Linked DNA regions of Sus scrofa: regions 1 and 3 are each linked to region 2. The links are chromatin contacts, called in public Hi-C maps. All regions are on one chromosome and are shown on one strand. Each heading gives the region's core, a stretch centred on a gene start, on an enhancer-like site or on the middle of the called end of the contact. The rest is flanking DNA. Distances are from core to core; before and after follow the strand shown.

Region 1 (4,223 bases), core at 594-3,093, 140 kb before region 2:
TGGCGTGTGTGTGTGGACATGGCCAGCTCGGGCAGGGGTGTGCAAGGCTTGTCCAGCCCGGCTCCTGGCCTGAGGACCCCGGGGTCCCCAGATAGATTTGGGGGAGGGCCGGTGCCCTGAGGATGGGGGGCAGCCACCCCTCTGCGCGAGGGACCGGGGTGTCCTGGGGACGAGGCTCTCAAGCGGCCCAGATGCCCCACAGGGGCCGTCACGTCTCCCTTAGAGCTGGGGAGACCGAGGCCCAGGCGGAGAGGGGACCCCACCCCACCGTGGCCCACATGGCAGGGTGGTGGCCAGGAGCCCAGAGGGGCTCTGGGTGGGACCCCGATGACGCGCCGGTGGCCTGAGGCCCGGGAGATGGGGAAGGCCCACTCCCGGCAGGAAGGAACATTATTTGAGATTTCGTCCCCAAATCACGTTGTTTCTGCGCCGGCCTGAATTGGAGCTGACCCCAACAGGGAGAAGTGGCGCCGCGAGAGCCGGCCTGTCCTCTGGGCCCCAGGCCGTGCCCTCCCTCTGCTCAGCAGGTAGCAGCGCCGGGCCTGGCAGAGGGACACCGCCCCACAGCCCCAGAACCAGGGCCAGATTTGCCCCCCCAGAGGCTCAGGAAGAGCACCTGGGTGCCCTCTCGTCAGCTTCCAGCAGATGTCGTACCCCTTAAAGGCGGGCAGGATGCCTTCGCCCAGGGCCTTGGGCTCCCCTGGGTCTGTCCCACGGGTGGAGGGATGGCTGCGGACACTGGGCTCAGGCCGTCCGTGCCTGGCGCCCCATCCCCAAGGGTCTAAAAACCTGAGTTGTCTTTAAACCTCCCGGCAGGAAGGCCCGAGCCTGCCTTCTGCTGCCCCGTCTAGTTTACGCCCGATTCTGAGGTTCCGTGGTGACCACTTCCGCCCGAGGCGGCCGAGGCAGGGTCCACTCTGGGCTCCGGGGCGCCAGCCCAGGGACAGTGGGGTTCCTGAGCAGCGGAGGCCTCCAAATCTCCGTGTCTGAGAAGTCAGGGGGCCGCTTGGGGGGCGCGAGGGCCTCCGGGGCAGGCACCCCAGATCCGAATCTCAGCCAAAACCTGTCCGAGGTTCCGTTTCCTTATCTGCGGACCGGAGATGGAGCCCTGTGTGGGGGCAGGACTCCACAGAAAGCAGACACACTGCGGGATTATCCATGAGGGCGGGGTGCTGGGAACCCTGGGGCCTCCGGCAGGAATCTGGGGCTAATGTCCTCGCCTGCGCAGAGCCTACCCTGACTCAGAGGATGGAGGGAGGGGGAGGGTCCTGGAGCCCTGGGGAGCAAAGGCCAAGTGAACAGTTTACCTTGAGGGGAGGAGCGGGGACCCAAGATGGGGTGGGGGGTGGTCACGGGCAGCAGGGAGGCCCAGACCCGAACCGGAAGGCTCCAGAAAGGAGCCTGGAATGTAACCCGCAGAGACCAGGCTCCAGGGCAGAGCGGGCCCGTGGACGGGGCTGTGGGGACTGGAAGGGTGAGCGGGCAGCATCCAGGATTCAAGGACACGTCCATGGGAAACGCACGTGGCTGACCCGGGCCCCTGCTTTGCTCACTCTGTGATGGGGTGGAGACATAGGCGGGCGATCCTTCCTCTGGGGAGCCGGGGGGGGCGGCGGTGGGGGACCCCTGCCCTCATTGGGCGCCCTCCCTACGCCTGGCCCCCTCCTTGTCCCTCCGTCCTGTCCAGCCCAGGGCCTCCGCAGGTCTCACGGTGGCCTGCCCGCCCCTCCCCAGGCAGGCCTCTCCTCTCTTGCCTCCTCGGCCCCCCACCCCCACTCTGGCTCTGCCTGTGGCTCCTCCCAGCCCTTCCTGTGGCCCCAGGTCCATTACCAGCTCAGCTCAGACAGCAGCAGGCTGGGGTCGGGTGGGGGGAGGGGAGCTGTCGTTTCTGCCCATCAGGGTCCAGGCCACTTCCTCCTGGAGCTTCCAAAACCACCCGAGGAAGCCCGTCCACACAGCGGGGCCTTGGGGAGGACAAGGGCAGGGGCCGGGGGCCTGGTCCTCGCAGAGGCTGGCCCAGGGAGACAGGGATGGCCCCTATGGTCCCTGGGGGCTTGGGCTGGGGGAGGGGTGTCCCAGGAGGCCCCACCAGGGCCAGTGGCAGACCGGCTCTGGCCTCAGGGCCTCGGCAGCCCCCAGCCCCTCCATGGCTCCCCACGCCCTCGACAGCCCAGAGGACCAGCCTCGGTGGATGCTGTTGAGCCACCAGAAACTTAATCTATTATTACACAGAAACTTCTGTGAAGTCAGGGGTTTGAACTCCCCAGAAGTGTTTGCCTGATTTGGGGCCGATAGCGGGTGATTAATGCTGGTGATAAGGTGTTGATTGGTTCTGGGAGCTGCTGCAGACACAGCGGCTGTTGTGCACGACGCTGGCAACTGTGCCGGCCAGAACAATGGCCCGTTTATCCACCGCCGCGCCCGCCGCCCGCTCGCTCTGGACACAGGCACAAAGGGCGCTGGGGCCAGGGACCCCTAAGCCGGGCCTCCCTCGAGGGCAGACCCCGGGGCCAGCCCTGTCCCGCCGGAATCTGCCCCTCGCACTCCTCCCAGGAGTGTCCCAACAGGGTGGAGCCACAGGGCTGGGGACAACATTCTTGGGCCTCGGTAGCTATACCTGTGAAATGGGGCCATAACGTCCCCGCCCCGAGCTGCAGGGCTGCTGGCAATTAAATTAGATCAAATACCCCGGTCCTCACGGAGGGACACGCGTGCTTTGTTTGACAAACGGGGACACCTGCTCCAGGTGCAGGGCTGGCGCTGCAGAGTCTATACAGATTGATAGGACTTTGACACGAAATTGACACAAATCAGCAAGAATGGATACAAAACTGAGAACCTGACACATCCTGGAAGGGCCGATGTTCCACCAGGAGCTATGGACAGTCATCAGATACAAAGGGAAATGTATTTAGCGCTTCAGTTTTTATTGAGAAGCAAGGAAAAAGCCAGGGCTGGGCGGTGGATGGGGCCTGTCCCTATCGAGGCGGGGGCGTGCTAAGGGAGGGGGGCCGACGTAGCCGGGACTCTGGGTGTCGCCCGAGGGTGCTGCTATTGGCTCTGAGGTCGTCCCCGGCCCAGCCTAGATGGTGGCAGGGTCGCCAGCTGCAGAGGGGGATGGGCTGCCGAGGGGCAGGGGCGAGGCTGGGAGAGCTGGGCGGAGGCTGCTGGGCCCCGAGGGCGGGCGGAGGCGGGGCAGTGGGGAGGGTGGCAGGTTCCCCGCCGGTTAGAGAGGCGGCGGCTTTCGCGTCTTCGAGCTGCTGTAACACATTCCCGCAAACCTTAGTGGAGTTAAACAAAGATAAATGTATCATCGCACAGGTCTTGAGGTCGGACGTCCAAAACGGATCTCAGAGGCTGAAAATTAAGGTGCCGGTCGGGCCGGGCTGTTTCTTCCAGAGGCTCTGAGGGAGAGTCTTGTCTGTGCTTTTGCCAGCTCCTGGGGCGCCCAGACTCCCAGGCTCGGGGCCACCTTCCTTGCAGCTCCCTGACTTTGCTTCGGCCTCTCTTCCCAGAGGGTGCCTTGTAGGAGCTGGAAGGGGAGCAGGACGGCTCGCAGGGTGGCGGGGCTGGCCACACGGGGCCTGGGAGGTTGACCCTGTCCCCAGGCAGCGGGTGCTGCCCAGCGGGCTTGGGTGGCCACAGCTGCTCCCGTCCTGGCATCACTGCAGAGGCAGACTCGGAGCTGGGGAGGGCAGCCATCGTGTCTTGAATGGGAAGCTCAAGGGAAAGGGAGCTGCGGACAGGAGCCCGGCCGGTGGGCCCCAGTTGCCCTGGCAGGATCTGCCCAAAGGAGCAGAGCCCTGGCCTTGGTGCTTCGCTGCTCCAGCCACTGAGCTTAAAGGAAAAGGAGAGAGGCCTTGTCACCATTTGTTCTAAGCCACCTCCTACCTCTGGCCATGCTGAAGGCAGCCTCTGGGGCCCTGGGCCTGGCGGGAGGAGGTGGGGCTGGCCAGGTGTGTCGTCCCCCCCCCAACCCCGGCTGTTCCCAGCAGGGGAGCCACCCCACTACCACCCAGGCTGCCCCCTCCAGGGACAGCTCTTAGCTCCCCGATTTGAGGTCTGCTGGGCTCCTGGCGACCTGACTCAGGTTTGCAGGGTGCACCACTGCCCCTGCTCCCGCTGTCACATGGGGAGACCAGTACCACGATGGCCTCGTCCCACGGTCGGAATGCCGGCCCCTCGGGAATTCAGGCCCTGGTGAGTCTGGCACATTCCAGCTG
Region 2 (4,270 bases), core at 623-3,122:
GCGCGGGGTTTGCTCAGCCGAGCCGACGGCTGGAGCGGCGCCAGGCGCGGCGCATCCCGCGGGAACCTCGTTCGACGCCTTGGCCTCGGGCGCGGGTCTCTTGCGCTTGGCGAAGAAATCTGCGGGCGACAGCGCGCGCAGCGGGTCAGGGCGGGGCCGGCCGGGGAGCCCAAGAGGGGGCCGGGAGGGGGCGCGGGCGGCAGGCCGGCCGAGGTGGGGGCGCCGTCCCCGCCCGCGCCGAGGTCCGCGGCGGGTCAGCTTTGTTTACGTCGCCGCGCAATGTGCTGTGTAAGCATTTCCCCTTGTCCCGCGGCCAAGACCCCCGGGGCTACCGCCGCTCTTAACCCCCTCCGCGCCGCGATCGCCGCGCCCGGCCGCGCCCGGGGAGGGGCGCCAGCGGCCGGGGCGACGGTCGCGCTCCGAGGGGGCCAGAGCGCGCCCTCCCATCCCTCCCCCGTGAGCCTTTCGAGAGCACAACAGGGTGGGGACCGGGTGCGGGCGCAGCCGCGCCCCGCGCGCTGCGGGCCCTTTAATGCCACGGAGGAGGCGGGGACCAAGTGAGGCCCCCGAGGGCCGAGGAGCCCGGCCGGCCGGACAAAGCAGGGCCGGGCCGGGCCGGGCCGGGGCGGGGCTGCGCGGGACTCACCGGAGATGAGAGGCCCGGACAGCTTCTTGATCGCGGCGCCTCCGGCGGCGGCAGTGGTGGCAGCGGCGGCGGCGGCGGCAGTGGCGGCGGCGGCGGCGGCGGCGGCAGCGGTGTTGGCAGTGGCGGCAGTGCCCGGCGCGGGGCGCCCCGAAATCCCTGAGTGCGGCGGCTCGGCTAGGGGCTCCTGGCTGCGCGGCGGCGAGACCGCCTCCTGCTCAGCGCTCTCCTGCGGCGCCGGGGCCGGGGCCGGGGCGGGCGCGACGGCGGGGCCGCTGGACGGCGGCTCCGGCGCCTCCCCGAGGCCGTCGAGGGACTCATCGGCCGGCGGCCCGGGGGGCGGGCTATCGCTCGCGCCGTCCGGGCGCGGACGAGGCGCCAGGAGCAGGCGACAGCGCCCCACCTGCACCGTCTCGCGGTAGAAGGCGGGCACGGAGTCGCTGTCCACCTCGGTCCACTGCAGGCGCCCGGGGCCCCGCAGTGGCACGTCCTGCTGGAAGTTGTAGTCCCAGCGACGCTGGTCCTCGGCGCTCAGCTCAGCCAGACGGATCTGCAGCTCACGACTCAGCTCCTCGTGGTCCACCGGCCCGAAGAGGCTGCGGCAGGCGCTGGTGCGCGCGAACAGGGGAAAGGTGCGGCGGGCGACGAGGCGCTCCATTGCCAACACGCTGCGGAGACACACGTCGGACAAGTCCGAGGGCTGCGCGGGCCGGGCGGCGGGAGAGGAGGAGAGAGGAAAAGGAGGAAGAGGAGAGGAAAGGAGGGCGGAGGCCGGGAGCAAGTGAGACCCCGAGTAGCCGGAGTCTGCATTTGCAAAGGGACGCAGCGGGAGGGCGGCGCGGCGGCTACCTGGCTGTCGGGCCGTGGACTGCTCCTGAGTCTCGTTCGCTGTGTCGTCCGGCCGGCGGCCGCGCCCCCTCAGTGCCTGTCCTCGCTCGCTAGGCTGGCTCTGGCCTGGCTGGCACCCACCGAGCGCAGAGCACTTGGCCTGTGGAACGCCCAGTCCTCGCGCGCCCCTTTATACGCGAGGGTCCCACCCCCCCACCCTCCGGGCGCGGGCCCCGCTGCTATTAGCATAATGTAGTATTTTCAGTTTCAACAACACCGCGGCGATTGGCGGGCGCCGCGCTCCCCCCGCCCCTCTGGCGGCCCGGCCCCCGCCCGCCGCCCATTGGCCCTTTGCACACACCCACCCGAGGGCGGGGCGGGGCGCGAGGGCCGATTGGCGGGGCGCGGGGCGCGCGCAGTGGCGGGGAGGGGGCGGGGCGCGGGGCGGAGCCCGAGTTAAAGGGCGCTGCGGGCGGTAACGTGACACCGCGGCGCCCCGCCCCCTCGCCCCATTCCCCCACCCCCCCGCGCTCCCGCCCCACGCCGGCTCCTTTGTCTGCAGGCGGGGGCTGCTGGGCTGCGGTGGCGCGGGCGCCCCCCTTCGGCCGGAGGGAGCGCTCTCCCCGGCTTGCGGCGACAGCCGCTCGCAGGACCGGCATCCGGCCTGGCCCCGCTCGCCGCCCGAGGGGCTCCCAGTCCCGCCGCTCCCGCTCGCCCTTTCGGGCCTCCCGCGCCAGCTGACGAGCCTCTAACCCGCCGCGGCCAGCTCGTCCTTGGCTGGAGCTAGATGGGGTCTTCGGCTGCCCCCGCGCGACCTGTTGCGCGGGAGGCTTATGTCCCTGGAAGGGTTCCGCGCACCTGGAGCCCTGACACACCTGCTGGCCCTAAGGTCCACGCGCGGGGAGAGGAGATTGGGGGACCAGGGGGCGGGAGGCTCTGTAACGCTCTTTCTCCAAGAGCGAAGCCGCGGGCCCATCGAGACCGGCTCTTCATCGCCTGGAGCCAGGTCTGTTAGTTCTTGGGGGCTGCCCTCCCTGCCCGGCAGATGGACACCTGGCTTTGCCCTCCTGAGCTATGCCCACCATGCCACTGCGTCGGTGCTCAGCCACCTCACGCCTGGGCCAGGCTGCAGCCACACCAGGCTGCCCAGGCTGGCCTGCTGGACGCTCTTGTGCTGGATGGTATTGGACGGGGCACTGGAGGCTTCTACACAGGGGTGGGCCTGGCCCGGCCTGCCTGGGGCCCTGACTGAGTATTGCTGATCCTCTGGCCCAGCCTTATCCCTTGTCACACAGGAACTACCCCCGCCCCCGCCGAGGGGTTGGGGGGCAGTGGTGGGCAGGCACCCAGACAGCCCTGCTTCAGCTGCTTCCAGGGGCGGTACCTCTCTTCGACCTCCGGGACGGCTAGCACCCTCTCGGTTGGGCCCTGTAGTCATTGTTGGTTGGGAAAGTACGCCCCTAAGAATGCGTGACAGGGCATGCAAGCCAGTGGGCTCTGCCATAGTGCCAGGGAGAGAGGCCAGCCCAGAAAGGGGAGGCCCTGCCAGGCAGGGCCCATGACCCACTCTCCTGCTCCTTGGTAGGCCCCTGACCCTCCCCCGTGGCCATCCCTACTGGGAGAGGCCACAGGAGACCATTAGTTTCTGCTGATTTCCCCTGGGCTCAGCCTGCCCAGGCAGGAAGGGGGACAGCCGAGCAGCGGCTGGTGGGCCCACCGGAGCCCTGAGCTCTCAGCCCTGTCCCAGGTGAGCCTGTGACCTCGGTGAGAGAGGCAGGTAAGGCGACTGGACCTCCACCTGCCTGCCTCCCCCAAAGGCTCAGGGGGGTGCCAGGATACTGCAGGGCTGGCGCTCCGTGATAGCATGCAGATGTGTCCTGGAGGGGGATCAGGAGAGGCAAGCTTTAAGGTGAGGCGGGGGACAGGGCAGGGAAGCAGTCCGGATAAGACAGGGCAGGTGGCCCGCGCTCAGCTCTTCATAGCAGGACCGAAGCTGACCATTCGTGTTGGCGTCTTTATTCTGGTTTGTACACTGCATTGCAACTTTCCCACAGCAAGTACAGATGCTCCAATATTTTTATTTTCGGGAAAACAAGATGACAAGGGCTCCCCTGGCCCCTCGGACCCCTTGGGTGGAGCCCATCTCATCTGGCCTGGGCTCAGGAGGCAGGACCTCATCCCACCCTCATGCCACAGCCACACCAACCTCCCCAGGGACCATGCGCACAGGACACGTGGGTAATGACCACAAAATGTGGAACCACATGGCCGCAAGGATTTCCCAAGAGGTCGTCGGGACGCCCTGTTGTGGCCATCCCGGAGGGCAGGCCAGGGAAGGGGCCACCCCCAGCCCCAGCTGGGCCACCGGGCTGTCTGCCTTCCAACACAAGGAAAGCCACCTCACTCACAGCCCGGCCCTGGACACCCAGAGGAGCCAGCACTCTCCTCGCTGGCAGGGACTGCCCCGTGGTGTAAGTACCTACCTGCCCTGGGCCCCCCAAGAGCAGGGGACCTGGTGCACGCTTAATGAATTAGCAGGAGCTGGCCCTGCCTCAGGCCTCCGTGCAACCCTGATCCCCCTCCACTGTCCGGGGACAGGCTTGGGAAGGCCACTCCTGCTGCCTTTGAGGCACACTGGACACCTCCATGGGTGCCAGCTGAGTGCAGGCAGGTGGGTCCCGGGGCCTCCACAGTGACAAGCCCAGCAGCATGTGACTCAGGGTCCCACGTCCGAGGACTGAGAGTGGATGTCCCATATGCGTCAGGCCCCACAGCGAAGCGGCTGTGCAGCCCACCGCC
Region 3 (4,195 bases), core at 860-3,359, 160 kb before region 2:
AGTGCTGTGCACGAGGGCGGCTGCATCTACGCGCACGAGGGAAATGTTCACAATTGTCTCTTCTTGTGCTCTCTCGACTCGAATTTGGACATGCTCTGAGTCGCAATTTTAAAAGATCCCTCTAGCTGCAGCATAAATCCTGCAGCAGGTCCCTTTTCTCTTCAGCGTGTTTGAAAACACACTAAAACAGAACTGTAATCAAGCAACCCAATCCTGAAATTTTTCTCTTAGTGATGATCTGGAAAACAGGTGCAGAAATGGATCATTTGAGACACCGTAGAAATCTGAGTAATCCTGCCCGCCTGCGCGCCTTCAACAAGTCCTGCCTGAGCAAGGCGGTGTAACAGGCGCCCGGCTAGGTGTGGAGCAGGCAGCAGGGGACAAACCAGAAAAGGCCCTTCCAGAAGAGCTCTGCCAGCGCCCAGGGGGCAGCGGAAAGGGACCAGGAGACACGGCTCAAATGCAGGTGCTACTGTTACCAGCAACGCTGCCGCACTTGAGCCTCAACCCAGGACGGCCGTAGCTGCGCAGAGGCGCCCACCACAGCCCCAGCCAAGGCGCACCGCCCACTCTGCGGAAAAGGTGCGGGTGGGTCAGGCTGAAGCACCCGGGCCCTGGCGACCGCCGGCAGAGACCCCCGACTCCACCCATTGCTCCCATCCCCCACGTGACCAGGATTTCTACGTCCTGCTCCCATCCCCCGCCCGTGCGGCGACCCCACATCCGGAACAACCTTTGACTCAGCCCTTCCCCCACGACTCGACGCCTGGACTTAAATTCATGCTCCCATCCCCTACCTGGACCCCGACTCAGAACGAGAGTCCGGCTCCGGCCGAGCCCCTCCTCACAAATCGGATCCCCACGCGGACTCCGCACCACAAGGCAGGTGGGGGCCACACCCGGCTCCCGGTCTCCCCTCCCCTGCTTGGACCTCTAAACCCCGGCGATCCGACCCCGACGCAGAGCCACAAGGCGGACCCGCGACGCAGACCTGACGCCGGCCTCGGGGACCCGACCCTCCGGGCCGCCACGCGGATCCATGACAAGGACCCGGCCCCGACCCTCTGGCGCTCGACCTGGAACGCAGACCCGCTACACAGACCGGACCCAGGACTCGGGGCCCCGACCCTCAAGCTGCAACGCGGACCCCCAACACCGATGCGATCCCCGCCTCGGGGCCCCGACCCTAAAGCCCTCGACCCGGGACACGGACGGGAGCCCGGACTCCGGGGCTCCAACCCTCAACCTGCAACACAGACCCACAACAAGGACCCGAACACCGACCCGACCCCGAACTCCGGATCCCGACCCTCAACCCAGGATGCGGGCCCGCAACACAGACCGGACCCCGGACTCCGGAGCTCTGGATCCTCCACCCAAGACGCAGACCCGACCCCGGACTCAGGGCCCCAAGCCTCTGGCCCTCGACCCGCAATGCGGACCCGACCCCGCACTCCTGATCCCGACCGTCAACCCGCGACGTGGACCCACAACATAGACCTGAGCCCAGACTCGGGGCCGTGACCCTCCGGCCCTCGACCGGCACGCAGACCCACAACACGGACCCGAACACGGACGCGGGGCCCAGACCCCTGGCTCGCGACGCGGACCCAAGCAGCTGACCGCGGCGATCCCACCACCCGCCTGCCACATGTGGAGCTCACCTCCGCTCAGCAGCGAGCGCCCGTCCCTGCGCCGCCGGGTGCGACCGCGTCCGGAGTTCGGGGGGCCCCTGAGCCGCGCGCGGCACTGAGTTGACCGCGGTGGTGAGCGCAACGCTGCACTGAGTTGGCCGCGGATGTGAGCGAAGCGCGGCACTGAGTTGGCCGCGGACGTGAGCGAAGCGCGGCACTGAGTGGGCCGCGGCCGTGAGCAAAGCGCGGCACTGAGGAGCGCGGCCCGAGCTGAGCTCAGCCTGCGGAGCGCGGCACCGAGGAGACCACGGAGCGCGCAGCCGGCGCGTACCAGGTGCAGCGATCGACTGCGGAGTGGCCGCGGTGGCGCCCGACCCAGGTTGACGTGGCGGCCATCCAGCCACTGATTGGATGGCCTGCGGGTGGGCGTGCCACGGGCCGCCGCGTGGATTGGCTGGGGGCGGAAAGCGGTGTGCCGCGCTGTGCCATTGGCCGAGAGCGCTGATGCTGATGCCACCTGGGTTCACATTGGCCGGACTAGCCCTGCTCCACGTGCCGCGCCCCGCCCGGCCCTCCCAGCTCCAGGGCTGCGCCACCCCCACCGCAGCGCTCCCAGCCGCCGCCCTCCCGCTCAGGTCCCGTCACGGTCCGGGGCGCGCTGCGCTCCTAGGTTTCCCTTCCGTGCAACGCTGCGCACCACAAGGTGACCCCGCGCAACATCTGTGGCCCTCCACAGGCTCTTCCCTGGACCGCTGCACCTCCCGCAGGGGCTCTGCTCCTCAGTCTTCAGGAGACCCTGAGAGGAAGGTGCCGCGACTTGCCCAGGTCGCTCTGTGGGAGTTGGCAGGGGTGGGGTGGCCCGTGTGGGCGGCCCTCCGCCTGGACCCTGGCGGCTGTGTCTGCGACACCCTGCCCTCCTTTCTCCCCCTCGCCTGGATCCCAGGCCCTTCCTCTGTCTCTTGACTGTCTTCCCTGATAACCATCTGTCTACCCATCTCTGCACCCATCACCTGTCCACCCTCCATCCACCCACCCACCCTTCCTCCCTTCCATCCATCCATCCACCCACCCACCCTTCCTCCCTCCATCCATCCATCCACCCACCCACCCTTCCTCCCTCCCGTCCATCCACTTCTCCACCCACCCGCCCTTCCGTCCATCCATCCATCTCCCCATCCGTCCATCTCTCCCTCTCACTGAGCTCCTCCTATGTGCCAGCAGTGCCGTAAACAGCAGTCAGAAACCCTGCCCTCAGGGAGCTCTTGCTCCACTGAGATTTTATCAGCAAGTCTGGAGCGGTTTGGACCTCTCATTCGAATTGAAAACATAGTTTTGGAGCGTGGAACTCTCGGTATGTTCTCAGAAGTTGTTACCCCTGGCCCTCGAAGTTGGTACCCCATGTTACCCCGCACGCAACAAGGCCACTCATCTCCACTGCTTTGCCTGAAATACATGTCTCCAAGGAGCCAAGACTCTCTCCAGCAGTGACTGAGTCTGTTTTGTGTGGTTCAGCCCAGAAGAGAAAGGGAAGGTGGTATCTTTTCACGTGTCAACACCTTGCTCTCCGAGCTTCGGAAACTACCCAGATTGGCCATCTCCCTGTCCACTGCCCAGCCCATCAGAGGACCAGGCGACAAGCTGATTCAGGGGCCCATCTGCCCTCACCACCTGGCTGGGGGTTTTCTGGCATCTGCCTGTCCTGGAGGCAGTTGTAACCAGTACCAAGGGCTCCTGGCCCTTAGGAGGGTCCCATACTTAGGATTTAATGCACTTTTGTCACCAGCTTGAAATTCTTAACAGTTTTGTCTTCGACTTCATGTTTTTCTGTTTGGTTGGTTGTCTGTCTGTTTCTTGGAGGGTTAAGTTTTATTTGGGGCAAACTTTGGACTTAAGCCCGGGAGACAGCATCTCAGGTAGCCCTGAGAATCTGCTCCCTGAACACACGGTTTACAAGCGAAGTCTGACGGGACAGTGGCGTGTGCTCCAGAGGCTTGGGGCCTTGGCTCACAAGCCATGGCACCCCCTCTCTGCCCGCTCCAGACAGGTTCTCCTGCCTCCTCTGCCTGCCCAGACCCCTCTCCCCGGCTTACAACCCGCCACGCCAACACCTCTTCTTGCAAGATGGAGGTGATGCTGCTCGCCTCAGAAGCTGAGGCAAGGACAGGGGACATTTGGGAACGCGTTGCGGGGTCGCAGGTCTGACACGGCCTCGGGCACTGCCCTGGCTCTTGCTGCTTTGGGCACGTGGGGTGCTGCTCAGACCTTGCCCCCTCCCCCCCGGTGGCCTCCCCAGTCCCGCTGTGGGAGACAGGAACCCATCCCCGGACACCCTGGGCCATGTCTGTTTCCACCTCCCCCCCAGGACATCAGGGGAGCAGGAGCCCCAGGACTTCAGAGCAGTTCCACAGATTTCAAAAGAACAGAAATCCCTGTCTGTGTGGGGTTTACATTCCAGTAGGAAAGACAGACCAGAAATTCCCCAAGTGCTCTGGACATTGTCCTTTGTCAGAGCCACGGATCCCTCGGTGGCTTCTGTTAGCTGCGGCCCGGGAAGCACCACG

What was found. A called contact is a pair of places that touch in the nucleus more often than the background predicts.
Region 1: a Hi-C map of epiblast stem cells shows a contact between it and region 2, with 1.8 times the contacts expected there. The contact joins the enhancer-like site here to the promoter of CDKN1C in region 2. A contact is called at or near these places in 4 of 47 Hi-C or Micro-C datasets (embryonic fibroblasts, epiblast stem cells, fetal liver and 1 more).
Region 3: a contact with region 2 is called in a Hi-C map of undifferentiated spermatogonia, with 2.4 times the contacts expected there. The contact joins the enhancer-like site here to the promoter of CDKN1C in region 2. A contact is called at or near these places in 8 of 47 Hi-C or Micro-C datasets (alveolar macrophages, epiblast stem cells, fetal skeletal muscle and 5 more) and 1 of 2 datasets of contacts at active chromatin or transcription factors (skeletal muscle).

Annotation. Positions count from the first base shown.
Region 1 is chr2:1,883,283-1,887,505 of Sscrofa11.1, forward strand. All of the region lies in intron 11 of KCNQ1 (potassium voltage-gated channel subfamily KQT member 1), which reads left to right. Among named protein-coding and RNA genes, the nearest start is that of CDKN1C, 140 kb to the right of the region's middle. Within about 2 kb of position 1,844, at least 12 of the 83 cell types and tissues checked have an H3K27ac peak or open chromatin away from gene starts, as enhancers often do. A contact at or near this core is called in epiblast stem cells and fetal liver, where this site is marked.
Region 2 is chr2:2,020,220-2,024,489 of Sscrofa11.1, forward strand. It overlaps CDKN1C (cyclin-dependent kinase inhibitor 1C), which reads right to left and starts at 1,873. Exons shown (of 4, transcript XM_021082622.1): 1 at 1,493-1,873; 2 at 647-1,311; 3 at 1-119. The coding sequence starts at 1,301.
Region 3 is chr2:1,857,757-1,861,951 of Sscrofa11.1, forward strand. The region is part of intron 11 of KCNQ1 (potassium voltage-gated channel subfamily KQT member 1); the gene reads left to right. Among named protein-coding and RNA genes, the nearest start is that of CDKN1C, 160 kb to the right of the region's middle. Within about 2 kb of position 2,110, at least 34 of the 83 cell types and tissues checked have an H3K27ac peak or open chromatin away from gene starts, as enhancers often do. A contact at or near this core is called in retroperitoneal adipose tissue and undifferentiated spermatogonia, where this site is marked.